Linked DNA regions of Mus musculus: all the other regions are linked to region 5. The links are chromatin contacts, called in public promoter capture Hi-C maps. All regions are on one chromosome and are shown on one strand. The core of a region is the stretch at or near the end of the contact, and the rest is flanking DNA. Distances in the headings are between cores, read along the strand shown. Region 1 holds the start of Ap2s1 (adaptor-related protein complex 2, sigma 1 subunit). Region 2 holds the start of Fkrp (fukutin related protein). Region 3 holds the start of Kptn (kaptin). Region 4 holds the start of Gng8 (guanine nucleotide binding protein (G protein), gamma 8). Region 5 holds the start of Irf2bp1 (interferon regulatory factor 2 binding protein 1). Region 6 holds the start of Sae1 (SUMO1 activating enzyme subunit 1). Region 7 has its middle 13 kb from the start of Bicra.

What was found. Promoter capture Hi-C pulls out the DNA fragments that hold promoters and counts their contacts.
Region 1: a contact with region 5 is called in a promoter capture Hi-C map of liver, with 5 times the contacts expected there. The contact joins the promoter of Ap2s1 here to the promoter of Irf2bp1 in region 5. A contact is called at or near these places in 5 of 39 promoter capture datasets (hippocampal neurons, liver, neutrophils and 1 more), 3 of 115 datasets of contacts at active chromatin or transcription factors (astrocytes, embryonic stem cells and kidney) and 1 of 9 other capture datasets (liver).
Region 2: a promoter capture Hi-C map of liver shows a contact between it and region 5, with 4 times the contacts expected there. The contact joins the promoter of Fkrp here to the promoter of Irf2bp1 in region 5. A contact is called at or near these places in 9 of 39 promoter capture datasets (the HPC-7 cell line, embryonic stem cells, hippocampal neurons and 4 more) and 5 of 115 datasets of contacts at active chromatin or transcription factors (embryonic stem cells, epiblast stem cells and stem cell-derived neural progenitor cells).
Region 3: a promoter capture Hi-C map of pre-B cells shows a contact between it and region 5, with 3 times the contacts expected there. The contact joins the promoter of Kptn here to the promoter of Irf2bp1 in region 5. A contact is called at or near these places in 3 of 39 promoter capture datasets (embryonic stem cells, liver and pre-B cells) and 2 of 115 datasets of contacts at active chromatin or transcription factors (astrocytes and embryonic stem cells).
Region 4: a promoter capture Hi-C map of hippocampal neurons shows a contact between it and region 5, with 6 times the contacts expected there. The contact joins the promoter of Gng8 here to the promoter of Irf2bp1 in region 5. A contact is called at or near these places in 11 of 39 promoter capture datasets (the 3T3-L1 cell line, the C10 cell line, the HPC-7 cell line and 6 more), 7 of 115 datasets of contacts at active chromatin or transcription factors (astrocytes, embryonic hindbrain, embryonic stem cells and 3 more) and 2 of 9 other capture datasets (embryonic stem cells and liver).
Region 6: a contact with region 5 is called in a promoter capture Hi-C map of pre-B cells, with 2.4 times the contacts expected there. The contact joins the promoter of Sae1 here to the promoter of Irf2bp1 in region 5. A contact is called at or near these places in 2 of 39 promoter capture datasets (embryonic stem cells and pre-B cells) and 2 of 115 datasets of contacts at active chromatin or transcription factors (astrocytes and stem cell-derived neural progenitor cells).
Region 7: a promoter capture Hi-C map of liver shows a contact between it and region 5, with 4 times the contacts expected there. The contact joins the enhancer-like site here to the promoter of Irf2bp1 in region 5. A contact is called at or near these places in 4 of 39 promoter capture datasets (embryonic stem cells, hippocampal neurons and liver).

Annotation. Positions count from the first base shown.
Region 1 is chr7:16,736,798-16,740,058 of GRCm38.p6, reverse strand. It overlaps Ap2s1 (adaptor-related protein complex 2, sigma 1 subunit), which reads right to left and starts at 1,615. Exons shown (of 5, transcript NM_198613.2): 1 at 1,521-1,615. The coding sequence starts at 1,523.
Region 2 is chr7:16,815,290-16,818,253 of GRCm38.p6, reverse strand. It overlaps Fkrp (fukutin related protein), which reads left to right and starts at 1,522. Exons shown (of 3, transcript NM_173430.2): 1 at 1,522-1,554. It overlaps Strn4 (striatin, calmodulin binding protein 4), which reads right to left and starts at 2,365. Exons shown (of 18, transcript NM_133789.3): 1 at 1,620-2,365. The coding sequence starts at 1,901.
Region 3 is chr7:16,118,043-16,121,278 of GRCm38.p6, reverse strand. Kptn (kaptin) reads right to left here and starts at 1,403. Exons shown (of 12, transcript NM_133727.2): 1 at 1,098-1,403; 2 at 707-789; 3 at 483-567; 4 at 355-409. The coding sequence starts at 1,320.
Region 4 is chr7:16,890,362-16,893,402 of GRCm38.p6, reverse strand. It overlaps Gng8 (guanine nucleotide binding protein (G protein), gamma 8), which reads right to left and starts at 1,617. Exons shown (of 4, transcript NM_010320.3): 1 at 1,047-1,617; 2 at 892-953.
Region 5 is chr7:19,002,576-19,005,527 of GRCm38.p6, reverse strand. Irf2bp1 (interferon regulatory factor 2 binding protein 1) reads right to left here and starts at 1,470. Exons shown (of 1, transcript NM_178757.4): 1 at 1-1,470. The coding sequence starts at 1,091.
Region 6 is chr7:16,386,506-16,389,389 of GRCm38.p6, reverse strand. It overlaps Sae1 (SUMO1 activating enzyme subunit 1), which reads left to right and starts at 1,494. Exons shown (of 9, transcript NM_019748.3): 1 at 1,494-1,749. The coding sequence starts at 1,640.
Region 7 is chr7:16,011,304-16,014,156 of GRCm38.p6, reverse strand. It overlaps a transcript of Bicra not described here. Among named protein-coding and RNA genes, the nearest start is that of Bicra, 13 kb to the right of the region's middle. Within about 2 kb of position 1,341, at least 65 of the 459 cell types and tissues checked have an H3K27ac peak or open chromatin away from gene starts, as enhancers often do. A contact at or near this core is called in liver, where this site is marked.

The sequences.
Region 1 (3,261 bases), core at 366-2,865, 2.3 Mb after region 5:
AATACCCAAGCAGCATGCCCAAGACCCCAGGTTCAATCCTCTACCGGGGTTCAATCCTAGGTACTGAGGGGGGAAACGGAAAGGGGAAAATCAGGGCTCAAGGGTTCCCTGCTGGGAAGCCTAGTTTGAAGCCCTGTCTGTCCAGTCATATATGCTCTTGCCCATTTTACAGATGACAAAGCTAAGACCCATAGTTATCACAACCAGAAAGCAGAGCTAGTTCCTCCAAGTCTTTACCCTGAGCCCTGGATTCTTTACTGGCTTCCATGGTCTTTCCCGAGCCTCATTCTTCCCTCAACCTATCTGCCTTATTCAACCTAAGCAGAAAACCACAAACAGGATGTTACATGCCCCTTCCAAGAACTACTTCTGCTGAGCCAGGGAAACCCAGGAAGGGAAGGGGGTGGGCACAGGAGCAGAAGGGAAGAACAGCTGGAAGCAAGGCTGAGTTAAGCCCTCTGTGTCCTACCCCACTTCAACCAATACTTCTTTCTGTTTCCCTCAATGAGAATCGTTTCACTCCTGGGAACACATCTGAGCAGCCCCTAGTCCCTACATCCATCCCTCTGCTGTACCCTCAGGGAGCCTCCCGACCACCTCCCCACATTGTTCGTTGTAACCTCCATCCCCCTGACCCCAGCACCTTTGGCCCCGACTCCGGGAAGCTTCACCTGTCCTTCATTACAAGCACCCCTTCTCCCTGTCCAAGGCTGGCCTCCCTTTTTACAAAGGTCGCATCGAACCTCCAAGACCTCTACTCACCTCCTGTTCTGACATCCCCCTCCCAAGTCTTCTTCTCCAAGTCCCTATCCAAAGAACTCTTAGTTCCAAAAGGCCCGTCTTGGAGGTGGAGGTTCCCCTAAATCCAGTGCTCAGCCCTTCTCCCAAAGCTCCCCCTCCTCAAATGTGACGCCTCCAAGTCTACTCTGCACCCCGGACCTCTCCTCTGTGGAACATTCTGTTCAGTTGCTCCCCATTTTCTTCTAGAATCCACTTTCTACTGCTACAGCCCTCTCTCCTCTTGCAGCAGCCTAACTCTAATCCTACAGGGGCTAACTTCCGGCCTCCAGGGTCCTCTTCTTCCCCTGGAGAGCATCTACCCTGGCCATATCCAATTTGCCCCAACACTAGCTCTCCTTAAAACCAGCTCCTTCCTTCTCATAAGGAACCCTCTCTACCCTGTCTGTAGAGTCTCTGGTTCTTTTCCATCATCCCTTCCTCATCTCCAATATCTTCTCCCGCCTCTGTGGTTTCAAAATCACCCCCAAATGTCTCCCACCAAGGCAGTCCCTCCCCTGGACACTCCTTCCCCTCCAAATCCTTTGCTTGGAACCACAAGCACACCCCGCAGCGCAGCATCCAGCCCCTGATCCCCATTCCTGACCCCAATCCCGAGAACCCGCGCCCGGCCCGGATCATCCGCAGCAGGAGGAAGCTTGTCACCTCCAAACCGAAACCCCGGGGACCGTACGTGAACCACCCCCCTCTGCCTGTCCCCGGTACGACGCTCCCCCCGTTACCATGGCGACCCCTGTCTGGACCCCAGAGGCCCGGGTCCCGCTGTAACAGGGCGGCTCCGGCTCTGCTTGCAGTTGTGGGGCCCAGGGCTAGAACTGACTTCCGGCAGGAGAACCCGCCTTCCTTCTCGGGCACGGCCCTCTGGGAGTTGTAGTTTAAACGCACGCGTTGGCAAGGGTGGCCCCGGTCTAACGCCTTCCCAGCATGCTCTGCGACTGCCCTTTTTCCTATCAAGAGACCTAGTCGCCAAATGCGAGTACCAAATGCATTGTGGATGAAGGACTCTGAATAAGGACAATTTCCATAGGTTAAAAGTAGACTGAGTGAGCGTTGCATTTCGGGAAATGTGGTTCTAGTGCTCCTCGATCCCAAAGCTACCAGCAAGGACATGCTGGGAATAGTAGTTTTTTCTTTTCAACTTTGCTTTAAATTATAACATATAATGTGCTTTGATAATATTTCCCCATTATTATTAGCTTACTTCTTTCTCCTCCACCAAAACCCTTTCTTCCCCAAAGTGTTCCTTTTTTCATGTATGTTTTTCTTGCGGAGCGTGTGACCCACGGCATTGATCTGGGGTTGCGGATGTGAGCGTTACTTACTTGGGCATGGGCATCTTTTAACAGAATACACTACTGGGAATATGACCCTCGCACCCTCGGCGACTGGTTTTTAATTTTTTGCTTATTTTATGTATTTGAGTTCTCACCTGCATGTAGGTAAGTCTATAGTATGCCTGCAGTGTCCACAGAGGTGGAAGACAGCATAAGAACCTAGGAACTGGAGTTTGGGAGCCGAATCTGCTAGAGTAGCAAAAGCTCTTAAACACTGAGTCTTCTCTCCAGCATCTCAATCCGTGCCCACCTGTGGTGAAATGCTGATGGGCCTGGTCTCCTACAGGCCTTGAGCAGTAACTCCCAGCTGCTGTAAGGTTTGGCATCATCTCTGTCACGTTCAGAAGGCATGTTTCACTCTTCCCTCCAGTGATTTTTTTTTTCCTTTAAACTCGGGTTTTAAAAAAATATTTATTATATGTAAGTACACTGTAGCTGTACTCAGATACTCCAGAAGAGAGCATCAGATTTCGTTACCAATGGTTGTGAGTCACCATGTGGTTGCTGGGATTTGAACTCAGGACCTTTGGAAGAGCAGTTGGTGCTCTTAACCGCTGAGCCATCTCACCAGCCCCTAAGCTCAGGGTTTTATGTATCCCGGACTGGCCTAGGACTAGCCTTGTAGGGGAGGATCAGTTGGAGTCCTGATCCTGCAGCTTCTGCCACCAAAGGGGCTACAGTATAGGCATATGCCACCACACCAGTCTTAGGAAAAGTAGGTTATTTTATTTTATTTTACTTTTGAGACATGGTTTCTTATGTAGTCCTGGCTGTCTTGGAACTCACTCTGTAAACCAGGCTGGACTTGAACTCAGAGATCTGCTTACCTGGACTTAAGGTATGCACCACTGATGCCCAGCAGAAATAGTGTTAAACAAGTCATTACGCTGTGGACCTAAAAATGTAACTAACTGCCTTTCTATGCTTACGCAGTGCTCTATTTAGTTGAGCTTAGGGATGTAGGTTTTCTCATAAATATAACTACATATGTACATAAAATAAAATAAAGATAGGAATTGGGCTAGACACAGTGTCTGTAAATCCATGGAAGTGTACTGGTATGGATTAAGGCTATCCTGTACTATATAGGGACTCTCTGGCTAGCCTCGACTACAGAGTCAGACTTTGT
Region 2 (2,964 bases), core at 273-2,772, 2.2 Mb after region 5:
GTGCTCAGTGTCAGACAGGGAAAAGACACAGTCAGCACTGCCACCACTGCTGGGATCCGTAGCATCTCCCTCCCCTGCTTATTAAAAAAGAGAGGAAGGGATACCATTTCCCCTCTCAGAATGCCACAAGAATTAAATGATAGCATGTATAATACTTAATACAGTGTCAGGCACATAATATGCCCTGAATAAATAGCAGCTGCTGTCGTTATTGCTGAGTGAGGTAATGACATTGGCCCTGCCTACATAATGGGGTATTGAGAAGATCTGATGAGATGTATGCTGGGAAAGAGCCTGAGTTAGAGTTGGGCACAGCACGAGGAGCACTTACATAAGGACTTCTCTCTCAGGGATGGGAGCTACATACACAAAATTCAAATGCTCTTGGCATTCATCCCATGGACAAAAACTGAATCAGTCACTTATTTGGGGCTCCATTTCAATCTGACAGGAAAGAGCACATTGGAAACAGAAAGATGGGTTGCCAGAAACCAAGCGCTGACTGTTTTTGTTAATAACATCCCAGCCTAGGAACCATTTGACTCCTGGGGGCCCATCCCTGAAGGCCTTGAAGTGCTCACCTTTCTGATTCCCCACAAGCAGTACCTAGCTCAAGGTCACAGAGCCCAGCCCAACTTCTACTCCACGAGCCATCACCTGGCACATTCTTCTCCACAAACCATCAAGTCCCTTTAGAGGCCCTTACACAATCACTTCCCTCACGGAGTCCCTCCTCGTGCTGTCTTTTCCCCCTACTCATCACCCAAAGGCACCTCCATCCCTCTTCACCGTGTGCAGCATCTCAGACGCTCCTGTCTTCCCACTGAATATACCCAACAAACGCCCTAACAGTTCAGGGGTTTCTACCTAACATCCTCAAATCTTTCATAACGGAACTCTAATTCCTTAAAGCACCCAAAATGTCGCTTCCCACTCTCAAGCTCTCCTGGGGGAGCCCAAAACATGTCCTCTACCCTCTCCGTGGTTCCACCCAAACGATCCCAATGTGTCCCTACATTGTAGCCACACGTGCCCAAAGTGTCCTTCTTGGACAGGAGGCCACACACTTCATCCTGGGACCCCTTCCTATCAAGCTTCCTCCCACCTTTCAATTGCTCCGGGCCAGCCACTCCCCCAAGGTACCCCATGCCAGCTTCCAGTCTTCCTCTCTTCACTCCCTGCACCCAGTGGATGTTAAGAGTGTGTCACCCCACTAGACATCTAGTCCATTCCACCCTGACAGCCAGCATCTGGTTAGGATCCGGAGGCGAGGCGTGGCATATTTATTCGCGCAGACCCCATCCACTTTCTCAGCACTCTGTCCCCCGGGAACCCCGAGTCGCATCGCCCAGACAGGCTCTCTGGGCTTGGGCTCGTCACTCCCACTCGCGGCTCCCGGCAGACTCGGCCCTGCTCAGATCCTCTGACCGGTCCCGGCCCGCGTCCGCCCCGAGGCCCCGAGGACCCCGCCGCCGGCCCGTCGCCGGCCCTGCCCGCCCCCTCCCGGCCGTCCCGGCGGCCATTGCTCCAAGATGGCGGCGGCGGCGGCGGCGGGTGAGGCGAGGCCGGGCCGGGCAGGACTGGGGCGGGGAGCGCGGGAGGGCAGCGGTGGCGCTCACCTGCAGCTCGGCGCGCTCGGCCTCCCAGCGGGCCTTCTCGGCTTCGAAGCGTGCCCACTCGTGTTGGATAAAGTGCAGGATCCCCGGCAGGCTGAGGGGCTCCGGGCCCGCCGTAGGGCCCGGGCTGCCTCCGCCGCCACCTCCTTTTCCTACCGGGCCGGGCCCAGGAGCAGGGCTGGAGGCCGGGGCCGCCGCCGTCGGGTTGGGAGCCGTGCCCGAGCCCAGAGGGCGGCAGGAGGAGGCGGCCGATGCGACCGCGGCGGCCGCTCGCTCCTCCATCATGGAGGCCCCGGGGCCGGCCCGCGCGCCCGCTGTACCTCGCGCGCCTGCGCGGACGCGCAGCTTCACACTTCTACACCCCCGCCTCGTGTGCGCGCGCGCGCGCGCTGGGCGGGCGAGGGGAGCGGGGACAAGCACGGGGCTGGGCGCGAGCCTCGCCCACCCACCCGGGTCGACCCCGGTGGTGCGCGCGGGCGGGGGTGCTGACAGGGAGGGGGAGGGACTGCCTCTACGTAGGCAAAGGACCCAGGGTCCCTCGCAATTGTCTCCTTTGCGGTCGAGAGACCAGACCGGACTTTTTTTTCTGCATTCTCCCCAATGTCAGAGTCCTATCCCCTCCAAATGCAAATACACCCCCATCTCTTTCACTTAGTGAAGAAAAAAAAAACAAAAAACAAAAAAGACGACCTGGGGTGGGGAGTGGGCTCTGACCAGAGGAAGTCGGTTGTCATAATAACCCTATCCAATCTGGAGGCCCCTTCCCAGTTTGCATATGTGGAGTCCCAAACCTCTACTATCATTGCACTAGGAGGAGGTTGCTAAGGTAACCCAAGTCCCTGGTGGTTCTTCTGACCCTATCCTCATCAGTTACTATAGCAACCTCCCCTCACCTAGAGCTCAGGTAGAAAAAAGGCCCAGCCCCAAAGACATTCCTCTAAGAGGAATGCCTCTGTCCCACTCCTCCCCCAGCCAACCCAGTTGCCATTACCATGGTAACCATCTCCCCTTCCCTTATGGAAAGTCCATGGATAAACCAACCAGGTGTTTTTATTTAGAAGACAAGTGCTGCTGTGGGACAGTTGCTATGGTTACAGGGCCTGGACCATTTCCAGGGAGATGAGAAACAGTTAAATCCATGCCCTGGTTACTATAACAGGGCAATCTCCCACAGTCTGATGATCCTAGCAATCAGGTCCTGTAAGATAGGGGATGTTTAGGATTAGCTCCAAAGGATGCATGAGTCTAGAGAAGAGGTTGTCATGGTAACAGTTGCTGTCACTTCTGCCCTTCTGGACACCATCATGGAAGAGGGATAGTTATAGCTTACAATTGATGACTCCTACCC
Region 3 (3,236 bases), core at 154-2,653, 2.9 Mb after region 5:
AGAACAATTCCAGGCCTGGGAAGTAGAGATCTAGAATTTTGGAAGTTGAGTTCCCAGTGCTCAATTAACCCACTGGAATGATCTACCTGAGGGGCGACAATGTAACCATCTTGGCTGCATTCACTCTGAAAAGCACCACGAGAACCAGACTGGTGATGGCAGGTGTGTGGATTCCAGTCTGCTAAAGCTCAGTGAAACCCCACTTCCCGGCTATACTTCCCATCACCTTTTGGGCCCCTAACACTACCTGTTTCCAATCCTTAGTAGAGGAAAAGCCTTTTGTTTTCCAGATAGGGCAAAAGCCTCTGAGTGCAAGGAAAGGGTAGGAGAGCATGGGTGCCCAGGGTCACTCACTCTGCGTGGCACAGCTGGAAAGGTGTGAACTGGAGTTCCAAATTCAGGCAGCTCTCTGCAGAAGGACACAAGTTAAGCCCAGCAGCCCCTGGCAGCCCCAGCTACGCTCTCCCCTAAGCCCCACTCACCTGCAATAGAGTCCAGGTTGTACTCTGAGCCAGGCTCATAGTCACAGTAAATGTTAAGAAACGGACTGCCCTTGTCTCCTGAGTCCTGGGGGTGGAAACTTCTCTCAGGGGAGGTAGGGGAGGTGACAGGCATTTGGAGTAGATTCAGAGCACTTGAGAGAGACTTGGTGGGATCCACAGTGACTAAGGAGGAGGGCGTGGACAGGTGGAGGGTGCTGTGGTACCTTTATAAAAGTGATGCCCACAACCAGGCCCCGTTTTGGGGGTGACTTGTTGAAAGTGTCGATGGAGACGATCTCAGCATCCACTATGAGGGGAGTTCAAAGTTCACTGATTAGGCAGGTCTCCACTCTTGCAGCCTAACCACACTAACTTCATACCACAGCAGATGCAGGCGTCTGACCGCTATCATCATGACCTCTGAACACCGACTACTATGCTGTTGATAACTTATGTTTGCGGAATCCTGAACCCTAACTACTTTCAGGCCATGATGACCACTGTCTCGAACCCTAATGATTATCAGTTTTGACCCTGACCTCGCAACACAGTGACAATCTTAGAATCCTCAACACCAGACTCTAGTCCCGCCCCAGGCACCACAGCGCCACGCACCGGGAATGTAGTTGAATTGCAGCTCTTTAGCCACAGGCCGGATTTTCTGTCGGAGGTCTTGATAGCGGAAGCCGAGCACCTTGCCTTTAAGAGTGGCGGCCAGCAACTCCCCTCGCCCGTCCGCGCCTCCAGCAAGCCCGTACACGTTGCTTTGCGACGAGAAGCGCGTGAAGCTGTCCTCCAGCAGTGGACAAGGTCCCTCTGCCACGGCCGCCTCCCCCATCCTGGCCCTCCGCGATCGGTCCCAGATGGCCTGATGCTCCCCAACCTGTCAGGAAACCTCCACTAGCGCATACTGATGACGTCAAGAAGCTGCGGTTACTGCCCTCTACAAATATGGCGCTTGGTTCCTTGACTGGGCGGCCCAGACAAAATTGCCCTTCTGCAACTGAGTGTTCTGTCCTTGCCCATTTCGGAGCTATGGAGAGGGCCTTCCAGGATTTGAGATGGGGGAATGGAGGCGTCTCTGGGCCTCTCTGAAAGCAGTGTGTAAAGGAGAATAAGTATCACCCTGAACTGTGGGTGGGCACACACTCCTGTGAGTACAGCACTTGGGAAGTGGAGGCAGTCGCAGCAGTTTCAACCCTTCTACAAAGTTAGAGGCTAAGCTTAAGTAATAAGTAGTTTTCAGGCCCGTCGGTCTGCAGGAGACACTCCCAGCCCCCAACTTCTGTCTCTCTCTACACACACATGCACTCCTATAAATACACTCATTCTCCAACAAAAACTATCTGAACAACAAAACAATTATAAAACCTAATTACTACCCTTTTGGATAAGCACATTCGATCTGCCAATTTATTTAAACTCATAAGCAAGCTGAAGTGGAGGCACATATCTAAACTTTTTACTTTTAGAGACAGGATCTTACTCCATAGCCTTGGCTGAACCAATAATTTACAAATCAGGCTGGCAACAAACTTGTGACAATCCTCTTACCTCTGTATGCCACGTGCCAAGAACACAGGCGTGCCCTTCTAAAGTAGGTATTCTTAATATTTTTAAAACACTTATGTGTATGTTTCTGTATGGGCACATGTACCATGGCATGTGATCAGAGAACAACTCTGGGAGTCAGTTCCCTTCACCTTCTGGGTCTCAGCAATTGAACTGCTTAGGCATGGTAGCAAGCACCAGTATCTGCTGAGCCATCTTGCTGGCCCTAAGGTACTCTTGAATCTATTATATAGGCCAACTGAGTTAAGTAAATTCTTTAAGCAATATTATCTTTAAAACAGTAAAGTGTATTCTTGTACCAGGGAAAAGATCAGTTAACCTGTCCATCCTGATGGCAGAAGAGACTACCTGCTTTAGTGAACATTCATAGTGACAGTCTGCAGGACCCATGGCTACCTTGTCCACTCACACTGCTCCTGGTGCCATCACACCCTTTAGAGAGTCCCTCACAAACTTCTCACCAGAACTATGCAAAGAGCTTTACAAAGTTTGAGCCCGACGCTGAGGGAGAGCAGGATCTGGACTGAGGTTTCTGTGATGGAGGGCTTACCAGCCAGGTGCTATGAGGCCTTTCAGGGGGTCTGGATCTGCCACTTCAATCAACTCCAGCACCTGGGATGCATAGCCTCAGACACAAAGCAGGCTCCGTAGATATGCCAAAACCCTGCCGACTCTAGGCCAGATAGATGGCATAGGTGATAAGGATGCTTGCTATGCAAGCCTCACAGCAACCCAAGCCCAACCTGTGGAATCCATGGAAAAAGTCAGAGGAAGTGGTGCCTATCTGTAGTCCTAGTACTCCTTTGGAGAGATGGAGCTGGAAGCTCATGGGCCAGTTAACTTGAAGTACTAAGTACATTAGTAGAAAGAAGTCCCTGCCTTAACCCCACACACCTTTAATTCCAGTACACTGGAGGCGAGCCTAGTCTACAGCCAAAGCTACACGGTGTGTCCCTGTCTCAAGCAATACACACAAGACTCTGCTTCAATAAGGAGTTAAGGAGGACTGACAATGTCCTCGGACATTCTGGGCCATGGTGTATGAGCATAGACATACTTAGAAGCCTCCAACCATGTGGCAGGCCATCAGCCAGTATGTTGTTAGCACTGAGAACTTCCCCTGGGCAGTCTTTAGACATAGTGTGGCGAGGAGCTGAGCATTCCAGATTCCTGGGCAGTGAG
Region 4 (3,041 bases), core at 368-2,867, 2.1 Mb after region 5:
TTGCTGGGTCACTGAGTAACCCAGTCCCGCCCCACCCCCCACCCCCCCACTTAACCCAACACACAATGACAAAGGTCCTTAATATACCTGCCCACTGCTGACACTCATGATTTCTCACAGCAGAGGTCACTGCACAGTCAGGCACAGTATCTTAGAGAGTCAAATGTATACATTGTTACCTACCAGTGCAGCTTTAACTTCTCCTGAAGTTCGCATTCACACTGTCTTGGAGTCTCACACAACCACATACTGGTTCAGCCTCACTGCCAAGCGCTCCATTGCCTAGTGTGACAGAGAACCACGTGCTTTTCTTTCCAGGAGCGCCTTTGTGTGGTCACATTTACTCCTGGTCAATTTCCTGATACACAGTGGCCCACATTCTCCCTCCCCATACTGTGTCACATGTTATTACTATCATAGCGGCACAGTGTCTTTTGGTATCATACATTGTTGACATTTGATAACATGGTCTTTTACACACACACACACACACACACACACCATTGTGGGCACAGCCTTTGCTGGGCCTTGAAGTCTATACTACAAACACTTGTCACACTCACTCACTCACTGTTTCTCTCTTCTACATTCAACATTCCCTGTCTCGCAGACCCTGTAAACTCACCTCTGCCACCCAGAACAATCACACACCTTTGCACAGGCAGTCACAAACACAAGCCAACCTCTCAGCGTCACACGTGGTCACCCAGTTTCTCAGGACTCACCAGTGTGGCAGACATACTGTCTCACATCCACACAGTTGGCCACACTAGGTCCCTCTCCCGAGCCTCCCTCTTGCATTCGATCATTTGATCACTTGGGCATTCCAGCTCCCCTGACTCTCTACGCTCTGTAACACGCGTGGTCACCCTTACATGTGGTCAGACTTACGAACAGTCTCCAGGCAGGTCCTCTCTCAGGTCCAATGCCATACACAGTGGCCCACAGTCTCGCTGATAAAGTGTAACAAGTATAACATGGTCAGCCACACATCACACCTACTCTAACAGTCCCACTGAACCCCTTCTTGTCATTCCTAATCTCACCTTGTCACACAGTCACACATCATCTGCTGGCGTCCCACACCACCTCTGAGGCGTGCCCTTACACTGGCGTGGGTCGCACCACCTCTGGACGTCGCATCCAGACCACAGCATCGCTTGCTTGCCTCGCCGCCATCAAGGACTCCCTATTGGCCACACGGTGGCGCCCGCGAACCAAAGTCGCTGCAGGAGCTCAAGCAGAAGAAGAGGCGAAGACTAGGCGTCCCCGTCCGCCCAGCAGAAGATAGAAACGGGAGATCTGGGGGACCCAAGAAGGATAAGAGAGGGAGATGGCTCCCTAGGAAGGTGAAAGTAGTGAGGGATCAGAGTGAGAGGACGGAAAATGGGACAGAGAACTTCAGAGGGCGGTGAGAACTGCAAAGAGAAACAGAACTAAGTTCACAGAGAGACAGACGAAGGATAGATGATGGATGCACAGGGAGAGGCCACAGGAGACAGATACACAGACTGAGCCTTGGAGACAGACACTCAGAGACCGAGTCAAGCCTGCCAAGAGACAAGAGAGACAGAGGGAGCCTTCCCCGCTGGACCACACGGCGGAGGCCGTGCCTATAGGGAGAGAGCATGCTGTGGGTGTGATCAAGGGAGGGGCTTTGTGGGGTGTGTTGAATGGGGCGTGGCCTGGAGGGATGTGAGGGCGGGGTTTAACGTTCCTTTTCATTCTGGCTCTCTGGGATGCTGGAACCCTGGGCAGGGGTGGAGTAAGGAGAAGCGTTTCTTTTGCAGACAGCTCAACCCTATTTTCACAGCCTGCCCTGGGAAGCCAAACTGGTGGGGAAAGATACCAGCCTCTGATAGTTCCCACCTGGCAGTACCGGAGATAGACTCCAAAATCTCGTATGTGCTAAGCAACCACTGAGCTGTATCCCATGGCCCTTTTTAACTTTTTCATTTTGAGACAGTCTCCTATAGTTGCGCTAGACTGGCCTTGAACTTTCTCTGTGGCCAAGGCAGGCTTTGAACTTGCGACCTTCCTGCATTGGCCATTCCAAGGGAGCTGGGATGACAAGTCAGAGCCACCCTGATAGCTTTTTGGAGTTGGGAGTATGGAACCCTGGCTCCCTGCCCCCCCTCCCTCGTGGGTTCACAGGGCCAGGTTGGAAGGAGAACACGGCCCACATCTGGAAAGTATCAGGCGCGCCGGACGTGCCAGGGCCCGGGGCCGGGACTGCGGAAGGGGGAGGGGAGCCAAAGATTGGTGTCTGCCGGCGCCTAGGAGGGGCCTGGGCGCGCGCCGAGCCCGGCGCCTCCCGCAGCTGGTTTTCATCCCCAGATCTGGCCTCGGCCGCCACTGGGGAAGAAACCCAGCTTACTTAAAGCTGGAAAGGCAGGGTGACAGCCCCGTCTCCGGACCAAAGGCTAGAGGAAGGAGGATGGAGGACAAACAGACACGGTCTGGATAACCTCCAGCTCCCTCCTAATCTGCAGATTTACATTTTACGTATTTATTTTTTGTGTGTATGGGGAGGTGTGTGCCAGTGCCACAGCCTTGGTGTGGAACTGAGACCACCTTGGGAGCCTCGGTTTTCTCCTTCCATCATGCGGGTGCCAGGGTGGAACTCGGGCCCACAGGCTTGGTGCCAAAGGCCATCTTCCAGCTGAACCATCTCGAAGTCCTTAATCATTAAGCATCTTAAAGTAAGTCCAGAATCCAGTTTCTTCCCACAAACTCAATTCAGCTTCGCTATTTTCTTGGCTTCCTCAGCTGGCTTCTGCCTTCTGCCTCTGACCCTGTCAACATGTTCCTTGTAGAGAAGTTTTGAGGTGTTTGTCTAGAATCAAGTCCCAGGGTACCTGTAATCCAGGCACTGGGGATGATGAGCCTGGAGGACCAGAACTTCTGGAATAGCCTGGACTACACAGTAAGTTTCCATCTCAACTGGTGCTAGAAAGTGGACCAGCCTAAAAGGGGGGGTGGGGGAGGGGACTGGGGGTTGTATTTTAGCTGGTAAAGGGATTCCATTGTGCAGGAAACCA
Region 5 (2,952 bases), core at 221-2,720:
CCACACAGAGCAGCAGGGGCCGGTTCTGGGTACTGCTGGGGCAGGGCCTCCGCAGGAGCAGGCTCTCGGAAGCTGCGGACCCCATCCGTAAGCAGCTCTCCTAACTGGCGCCATTCCCCTGAACCATGGCGCCGTTCATACTCGAGGTACTTGAAGCCCGATGAGGCCAGGGCCTTCCCTGGCTCTCGAAGAGCATCATGAAACATCTGGCGAGCCACTGCAAGGACCCCCGCGTAAACATTGCCAGAACCACAGGGGTATTCGGTGAAGAGCTTCAGCTCGAACTCATAGCCCGGAGGGCGGGCAGTGGCATCAAAGGCGAACACCCGTCCCACCAGCCCGTGGTCCTTCTTGAATCGAACATTGAAAGGGGCACAGGCGGACAGAGCCAGTAGCTGTTCCCTTACAGCCTTGGGACGCCCATGCCACTCCTCCGCCCGGCCCCGCATGGCCTCGTTCAGTTCTGCCAAGCAGTCCGCATTCCTCTGCTGCTTCTCCTTCTCGAAATCGGAGCCGAAAAGTGGACGAGCGGGGCTTAAGCCAGGTGCCAGCGTCAGAGCTCGGCCTCCAAGGCCAGACACTGCAGCTGCCAGCAGCCCGGGGGGCATCAAGCTGGGGATGGAGCCAAGCAAAGCCCTGCGTGCCCCTTCCGCCACGGCCTCCTCGCGGCCCAGCCCGTTGGCCAAGCGGGACCCCAGGGTGTACTCCAAAGCCGGCGAAGGCAGCGCCAGGCGGCTGGATGAAGTAGCCCTGTCATAGCGGTCCGGGCCTGAGACGCTACCGCCGGTCCCCGATGGCTGCGCCTGGGCCTGCGGGGGTGGCAACTGGGAGCCCTGGGAGCCCGTGGAGGCTAGGTCCTTGGAAGTCGGGTGCTTGAGAGCCGGGGGTCCGGGCGAGCGGCCCTCGGGGAGCACGTGGCTGCGCTTGAGCTGGCGGGCGGCGTCGATGAGCAGCTCGATGCGGTCCGCGCCCTCGAAATTCACGCACCCGCGGCACACAGCCTCGCTGAAGTCCCACACCATGGCCCACGGCATCTTGGGCAGGTCGCACAGGTAGCACCACTGGCGGCGGGACGCTTGCACGGACGCCATGGCGCCCCCCGGAACGCCGCCAGGTGCCCCTGCTGTGCACCCGCCGCCCACGTTCGCTCCGCCGTGCCCCGGGACGGGCGCGCGAGCCGCTCAATCCGGCCTCGGGCTCGGCCTCCCCGCCGGATTCAGGCCCGGCCCCCCTTCCCCGCCCCCTGGGCCCTCAGCCTTTTTTTTCCTCTCTCTCTCACTCCCGCCTCCGGTGGAAAAGGCAAGCCACGAGCACGCACGTCGGCGCCCCCGTCCGGTCCGCGCCGTGAGCCGCGATGCACAGCTCCAGCTCCTCGATGGGCCTCGGGCGCCGCCGCCCCAGGCTCCCGCCGCTCCGCTCGCGCCGCCGACGCCGCTGCAACGGCCGCCGTCGCCTCCACCTCCTTCTTCTGCCCCAGAGGCCGCTTCGCAGGGAAAGTTACATAACGCGCGGGCAAAGCCTTCTGGGAAATGTAGTCCCGTCGGGGCTGCTTCTTAAAGGGGACTGGGTAGAAAGCAGTGGCGGGAAAAGAGGGCGCGCGCTGGTCTGGGTGCTTAATTTTCACTGTGCCTCGCCAGGAAGCTGGGGTTCGCACACAGGGTCCATGGAGTGGGTAATGGTTTCATAAATGCTCGGGTGGCCAAGTTGCTGTGGATGCAATTTCCCCCCTTTCCCCGCCCCCTCTTTCTTTCTTTTTTTTTTTTTTAAACAATCTTTTTTTTTTTTTTTTAGATTTATTTATTTATTTATTTATTATATGTAAGTACACTGCAGCTGTCCTCAGACACTCCAGAAGAGGGAGTCAGATCTCGTTACGGATGGTTGTGAGCCACCATGTGGTTGCTGGGATTTGAACTCCTGACCTTCGGAAGAGCAGTCGGGTGCTCTTACCCACTGAGCCATCTCACCAGCCCCCCCTCTTTCTTTCTTAAGACTTAGATTTATTCTTTAGCTCAGGTTGGCCTAGAAGGCTAGCCTATGTAGTCTAGGCTGGCCTCAAACTTGCTGCAATCTCCCTGCTTCAGCCTCCTTGTGGGTTTACAGTCCCGACACCATACCCAGAAGCCGGAAAGCAGTTTCTGCTCTGATTTGCTGAGCAGTTCTAGAAGAGTCTTGCCCTCTCTTAGAATCCCGCCCCTTCAAGAAGGGCCAATAACCGGTTAGAAAGGCAGCAGCTTTGGGGGAATTGGGGCGGAGAGGCTCTGATTGGACGGTTTCAAGGGGATGGTTTCAGGCAACTCTTGGAGAGTAGTGTCTACTTGGCAGTTTGTCCTTCCCAGTGTCTTAGGTACTAGCCTCAAGGGCGGCCCAGAGGCTACAGGATGATAAGACTGTAGGCTTCCGAGCCAGGCGGCTGCCTTAGTTTCCTCATCTGCTAAAGAACGTTCTCTGAGCCTGCCAATTCTGCTCCAGCTGTGCACGTATTTGGTCTCTAAAGGGTTACAGAGTTGGCTTCTCGGTACACCTCCAATTTCACTACAATTCCCAAAATGCTCTGCGAGATGGACGCACTGACGTACTTCCTCTGCTTGGAAGCTTGGGGGGGGAAGGCCTTCCCGATTCTTGCCCCCCCCCCTTGCTAGCAGGGAATTTCGCCCTCTCCCTCCACCCCCACCCCCCAGGTTAGGGGGCTCTTATTACTCTTATATTTGGAATGAGGAAGCCAAGAGGAGATTGCTGGGAAGGGCAACCCCAAACCTCCAAGTGCTTAATGGCCTGGTGGGCCCAATCGGCTGTGGGCACCCCATGTTTTTAGCTTTTTTGGGGGGGTGGGGGGAGCTAGGAGAAGCGACATATGTCTCCAGGACCTAGCTCACATCAGCCCTTTCCCCTCACTTGGCCTGGATCCCCGCTGGTGGTCTCAATTCCCCCCCCCCCCCCCAGTGTCTTCTT
Region 6 (2,884 bases), core at 245-2,744, 2.6 Mb after region 5:
CTCAACTCACAGATCCACCTGCCTCTGCCTTCCAAGTGCTGCTATTAAAGGCATATTAAAGGCATGTGTAACCATACTGGGATTTATTCTAATTTTTTTTTTTTTTGAGGTAGAGTCCTGCTATGTGGTCCAGACTGGCTTTGAACTCTGTTTTTTTTTTTTTAAAGATTTATTTATTATTATATCTTAGTACATTGTAGCTATCTTCAGACACACTAGAGGAGGGCATGTGGTTGCTGGGATTTGAACTCAGAACCTTTGGAAGAGAAGTCAGTGTTCTTAACTGCTGAGCCATCTCGCCAGCCCCAGCTTTGAACTCTCTCTCTTTTTTTAAAGATTTATTTATTAATTTTATTTATGTGAGTGCACTGTAGCTGTCTTCAAACACACACCAGAAGAGGGCATCAGATCCCATTAGAGATGGTTGTGAGCCACCAGGTGGTTGCTGAAAATTGAACTCAGGACCTCTGGAAGAGTAGTCAGTGCTCTTAACCACTGAGCCATCTCTCCAGCCCCAGCTTTGAACTCTTTTTTGTTTGTTTGTTTGTTTGTTTGTTTTTGTTTTTTGAGACAGGGTTTCTCTATATAGCCCTGGCTGTCCTGGAACTCACTCTGTAGACCAGGCTGGCCTCCAACTCAGAGATCTTCCTGCCTCTGCCTCCAGAGTGCTGGGATTAAAGCTCTGGGCAGCCATCATCACCCAGCATCAGCCTTGGTTTTTGACCCAGGATATCTTCATTGGGATATGGGTTTGTTGGTTAGATAAGTGTGGGTCTGAGCAAGGCCCAGAAAACCTTCTCCCAAGTGCTGGGATTACAAATCTGCACTACAAATTTGTTTGTTTGTTTGTTTTGTTTTTGTTTTAAATAGGAATATAGATATTAAACTCAGGCAAGCACTTTACTGAGCCATCTTTTCAGTCCTTGACGGTTTTGAGACAGGATCTCATTCGTAGTAATTCTCCTACTTCAGCCTTGTGAAGGCATGAATGCTGGGATTACAGGCACGAGCTCATAAATTTAGGTTTGCTTCTGTTAACAGGATCTCATGTAACCCAGGCTGGCCTTTAACTTTTGATTCCTTTCACTTATTTTTGTCCAAAAGCTGTGATTACAGGCATAGCCCACCATGATCAATTTGAGTCTTGCATCTTACATAAGGATTTGAGAATGTGTCAGGAGAGGAGAGGGCAGAGAGGAGTCCTTCCTCTTTTTCTGTCCAGGAGGAAAGTCTAGCTTTCTTTTGTTTTATTTTTTTCGCCTCAATAGGTAGTGAGCTCCATGTGTTGTTATTTTAAAGTAGTATCTTTATTTCACCACACCATCGATGCTGGAATCCCGGTGACAACTCGATCCAGATCCGCTTCATAAATGACCGCGTGGACATCCTCGAGGAATCAAAACACCCGCCACTTTTCTTTTTTTTTCTTTTTCCTCTCCGGGATTGATTGGCGTCTCCATCACGTGATGGGGCAGCGAGCGGGCCTTGGAGTCTTCGGTATCCACGTGGTCTCCCGCAAAGCACGGAGGTGGCACTGCGCAGGCGCGGCTCTCTGCGCAGGCGCAAGCGCGTCCCCGGTGCACGGACTCGCTGCTGGCGGTTAGCGAGAGCGGGAGCGGGTGAGCTGAAAGCCGGCGCCATGGTAGAGAAGGAGGAGGCTGGCGGCGGCGGCGGCGGTGGCATCAGCGAGGAGGAGGCAGCGCAGTATGACCGACAGATCCGCCTGTGGGGACTGGAGGCCCAGAAGCGGTGAGGGGCGCCGCGGGCATCCTGCGGGCCGGCGTGTGGGCCCTGAGGGAGTGGGTGCGGCCCTGTTGTGGAGCGGAGGCGGGATTGCTGCACTTGGGTTTCCTAGTGCTTCAGAACTGACGAATGGACGGTGTTTCTGCAAAGTACCGGAGGTGGAGATGTCCCCTGTGTAGTATTGAGAGTGTCCTTGGAGGAGGCGGGGGAGAGGGAGGATTTGAACTTGAGGCTCCCTCGGTGTCAGTACCTGGTGATGGTGGGATTTAGGTGAGGCTTGTAGGGTCTAAGTGGGGTGAGCATTAGTGCAAAATAGGGGGGTGGCGGGCTGAGCTCATTAATTTCTATGCATGGGAACCTGTGTTGGACGCCCTGGGGACTTGACAAACCCCACAGGCTCCTCTAGAGGAGTGCTTGAGGGCAAGTCCTGACAAAGGGACCCCTGGAGAGGCGCAGAGTGGCCCAATTTATTCAGCACACAGCTACAGACGTTGGGTTGTTTGTTTGTTTGTTTGTTTTTCTTTCCCCTTCCCCCAGACCAGGTTTCTCTCTGTGGCCCTGGCTGTCCTGGGCCTCGCTCTGTAGACGATCTCAAACTCAGAGATCTGCCTGCTTCTGCATCCCGAATGAGTACAGGGATTAAAAAGGCACGTGCCATCACGCCTGGCTTCCTTAACATATTCAAGTTATAAATTATATTTTGTGGGGATATGGTTGTTCATATTTTTAATTCTAGTACTCCTGAGGCAGAGGCAGGAGTATGTCTGTGAGTTCGAGGTTAGTCTGAGCTATGTAGTTCCAACACAGCCAGGGCTACCACAGTGAGATCCTGACTCAAATCAAAACAAACTCCAAAGGTAATTGTTTTTATAGCTTAGGCTGGCTTTGAACTTGCAGAGATCTTACTTGTCTTAAGTGCTGAGATAAATACATGCATCATCACACATTGGCTCCCTAGGCATTTTTGGGGGGAGCATTTTTTGGGGGAGAGGTTTTAGAATTTTATGTTTTGACTTCTCTGTACGTTTTCCATGGTGTTGATGTGGATGCCAAAGGACAACTTTGTGAAGTCAGTTCCTTTATGTAGATTTTTGAGGTCTAAACTCAGGTTGCCAGGTGTCCCCCAGGCATTTGAGACAAG
Region 7 (2,853 bases), core at 92-2,591, 3.0 Mb after region 5:
CTCTGGTCTGGTGGCTATCTCCATGTGGTAACATTTATCAGCCCTCCTCTCTGTGGGTGAGTGACAGTGCTTTGTCTGGGTTACCCACTCATGGCTGGTAGATGTTTGAGTGGATTCATTCTCCTTTGAGTTCTCATGAACAGCACTGTGAGTTTTTCCACAAACATGTGTTTTCATTTATGCTGTTTATGTAAGAACGGGTGGGACGTCTGCTCAGAAGCTAGCTCACCATTACCTTCACAGCCAACCTCCAGATGGCTTCCCGGTGGCTGACCAGCTTATAGTCCCACTGGTCATGAATGGGAACTCGTCTTGCTGACCTTTTTAATATTTCTGCCTTCTCCTATTGGAGGGCATATGGGTTGTGTGCTGTTGGGATCATTCTGGAATGTATTTTAGGGTCTACATCTTCCCCTTATTCCAAAATGTGAAATTAGGACTGGCAAGATCACTCATAGCTTAAGAGCACTGACTGCTCTTCCAGAGGTCCTGAGTTCAATTCCCAGCAACCACATGGTGGCTCACAATCATCTGTAATGGAATCCGATGTCCTTTTCTGGTGTGTCTGAAGACAGTGACAGTGTACCCACATACATTAAATAAATAAATCTTAAAACAAAAACAAAAAAAGAAAGGTGAAATTAACATCAAGAGTATCTACCTGCCTGGTCCATGTTTGGTTCTCACTGTACATTCTTGAACCTTCTTCATGAATGAGCATGGCAGTCTTCCACTATGCTCCCTGCTGCCTGTGGGATCCATTGGGGTCCTGCCCTCCACGTGATACATGAGGACTCATGGGGTGAGTGGTCCTGTGGAATCCCTGCTCCCTGGTTTTAACCCCTGGCGGGTGTTTTCCCACACTTTTCAGTTGACTTTGTTGTCTTGAGGTAAGCTTGCTCTGTGGTGGATGATAACCCCGAACTTCTGATCTACTCCACCTACTAAACCACTGGGATTTCCCCAGCCTGGTGTTTGCTGGTGGAAGCCGTAGGTCATCCTCCTGAGCTATTCTCAAGGGCCAGCGAGAGAGGACACCTGAGGAGCTGCCGTCCCAGCAGGTTCCTGTGGAAACGCACTGTCTTTGTGTGGACCTAGTTTCCTGTTGCTTGGGTCCTTTAACTGTTCTTCTGTTCCCTGGTGGCCCTGGCTGATTCTGCTCACCATCGGTGACTGTGGATGGAAGCCTGGCAGTTGTCTTCCCAGACAGACTGAGTGGCCACCCTGGGTGTGACCCATCCTGTGACCTTTCACCCCCTTTCCTTCAATACCTGGCAAGTCCCCTGGGCCTCCTGTCTGAGTGGCAGGGTGCAGTACCGACAGTCGCCTGTGGATGTCCCATGCCCTGATCCTGGTAATTTTGGGTCAGGTGCCCCTCATGTTCAGCTCCAGCTGTGACCACACTGGGCATAGCCCATCTTCATCTAGTTAGCGTTCACACAAAGTGCCCAGAGCAAGAATACTGGCCCGGAGTTCCTCCCAAGGGAGGTGGACAGGAACTCAGATAAATCATATTTATGGCATGTCAGCCACCCTTTTGGAGAAAAGCAGATTTGGAGAGGGAGCGGTGTATTAGTCAAGTTTCTCTAGAGTCACAGAACATATGGAATGTCTTTCTATATTGAGGGAATTTATTATGATGACTTACAGTCTGCGGTCCCAATTCCCCAACAATGGTCAGCCATGAATTGGAAGTCCAAGGATCTAGTAGTTGCTCAGTCCCACAAGGCTAGTTGTTTCAGCTGGTTTTCTCTAGAAGTCGATTCCAGCAGCTGGGCTGCCAAGTAAGTGCAAGCAGGCACGAAGAGAGAATCTTCCTTCTTCCAGTGTCCTGTGTAGGTCTCCAGCAGAAGGTGTGGCCCAGATTAAAGGTGTGTACCACCCCATCTGGATCTGGGACTTGCTTTGTCCCAGGCTGACCTTGAACTCACAGATCTCCTGGGATTAAAAGGATGTACTACCCTGCCTGGGCCTAAGCTTCTCATAGCCACTGTGCCTCAAGATCCCCATGCTAAGATCCAGATCAGAAACCTGTGTCTTCCAGCCTCAAGATCTGGATCACAGGTGAGCCATCCAATTCTGGATTGTGGTTCATTCCAGATATAGTTAAGTTGACAACCAGGAACAGCCATTACAAGGAGTATACACCAAGAACAAGGCTTGCTGGTCTAGGTGCAGTTGGTTTGAGATAGTGACTGGCGACAGCTGGGAAAGGGGAGGAAGGGAGGACTAAAGCACTGCAGGAAGTAGGAGCAGTCACGTGGATAGACTGAGATAGACTCGTGCCTGGATCGATCGGTGCATGGGAGGAAAACTGAAAAAGTTATATGGCTGGTGGGAGGGTGGAAGAGAAGGGACCAGGCAGACCATTTAGAACTGGTTCCTGTGTAAAGCCTGAGGTTTACACTGAATAAGGTTAGGAATCAAGGAAAGGTGCTGGCTGACAGCCATGAGCCAACCTGGGTTCTTCCTGTGTGTTGAACGAGAATGAGATGGCAGAGGGTGGGGCACAGCAGGGTTGTGCTGCTGTGGAAGGAAGGATTGCGGCTTCTGTCCTAGAGCTGTGGTGCAGGGGGCACCTAAGCCCTCAGAGAACAACTTCCTTCCCAGGGAAGCAGCCAGTCAGAGCCTATTGGCAAGAGTTCTTTCTCATTTGGTTCTGTAGACTGAGGGGGCTGTTGCTTTTGCTTTTTTTCTGTACTTGAGATGAAACTCAGGTCCCTGAATGTGCTGGACAAGCACTATGCCACTGAGCCACACTTCCAGCTCTCTCAATGGGGGATTCTAGGCAGGGGCTCTACCACTGAGCCACGCCCCCAGCCCCTCACTGGGGGATTCTAGGCAGGGGCTCTA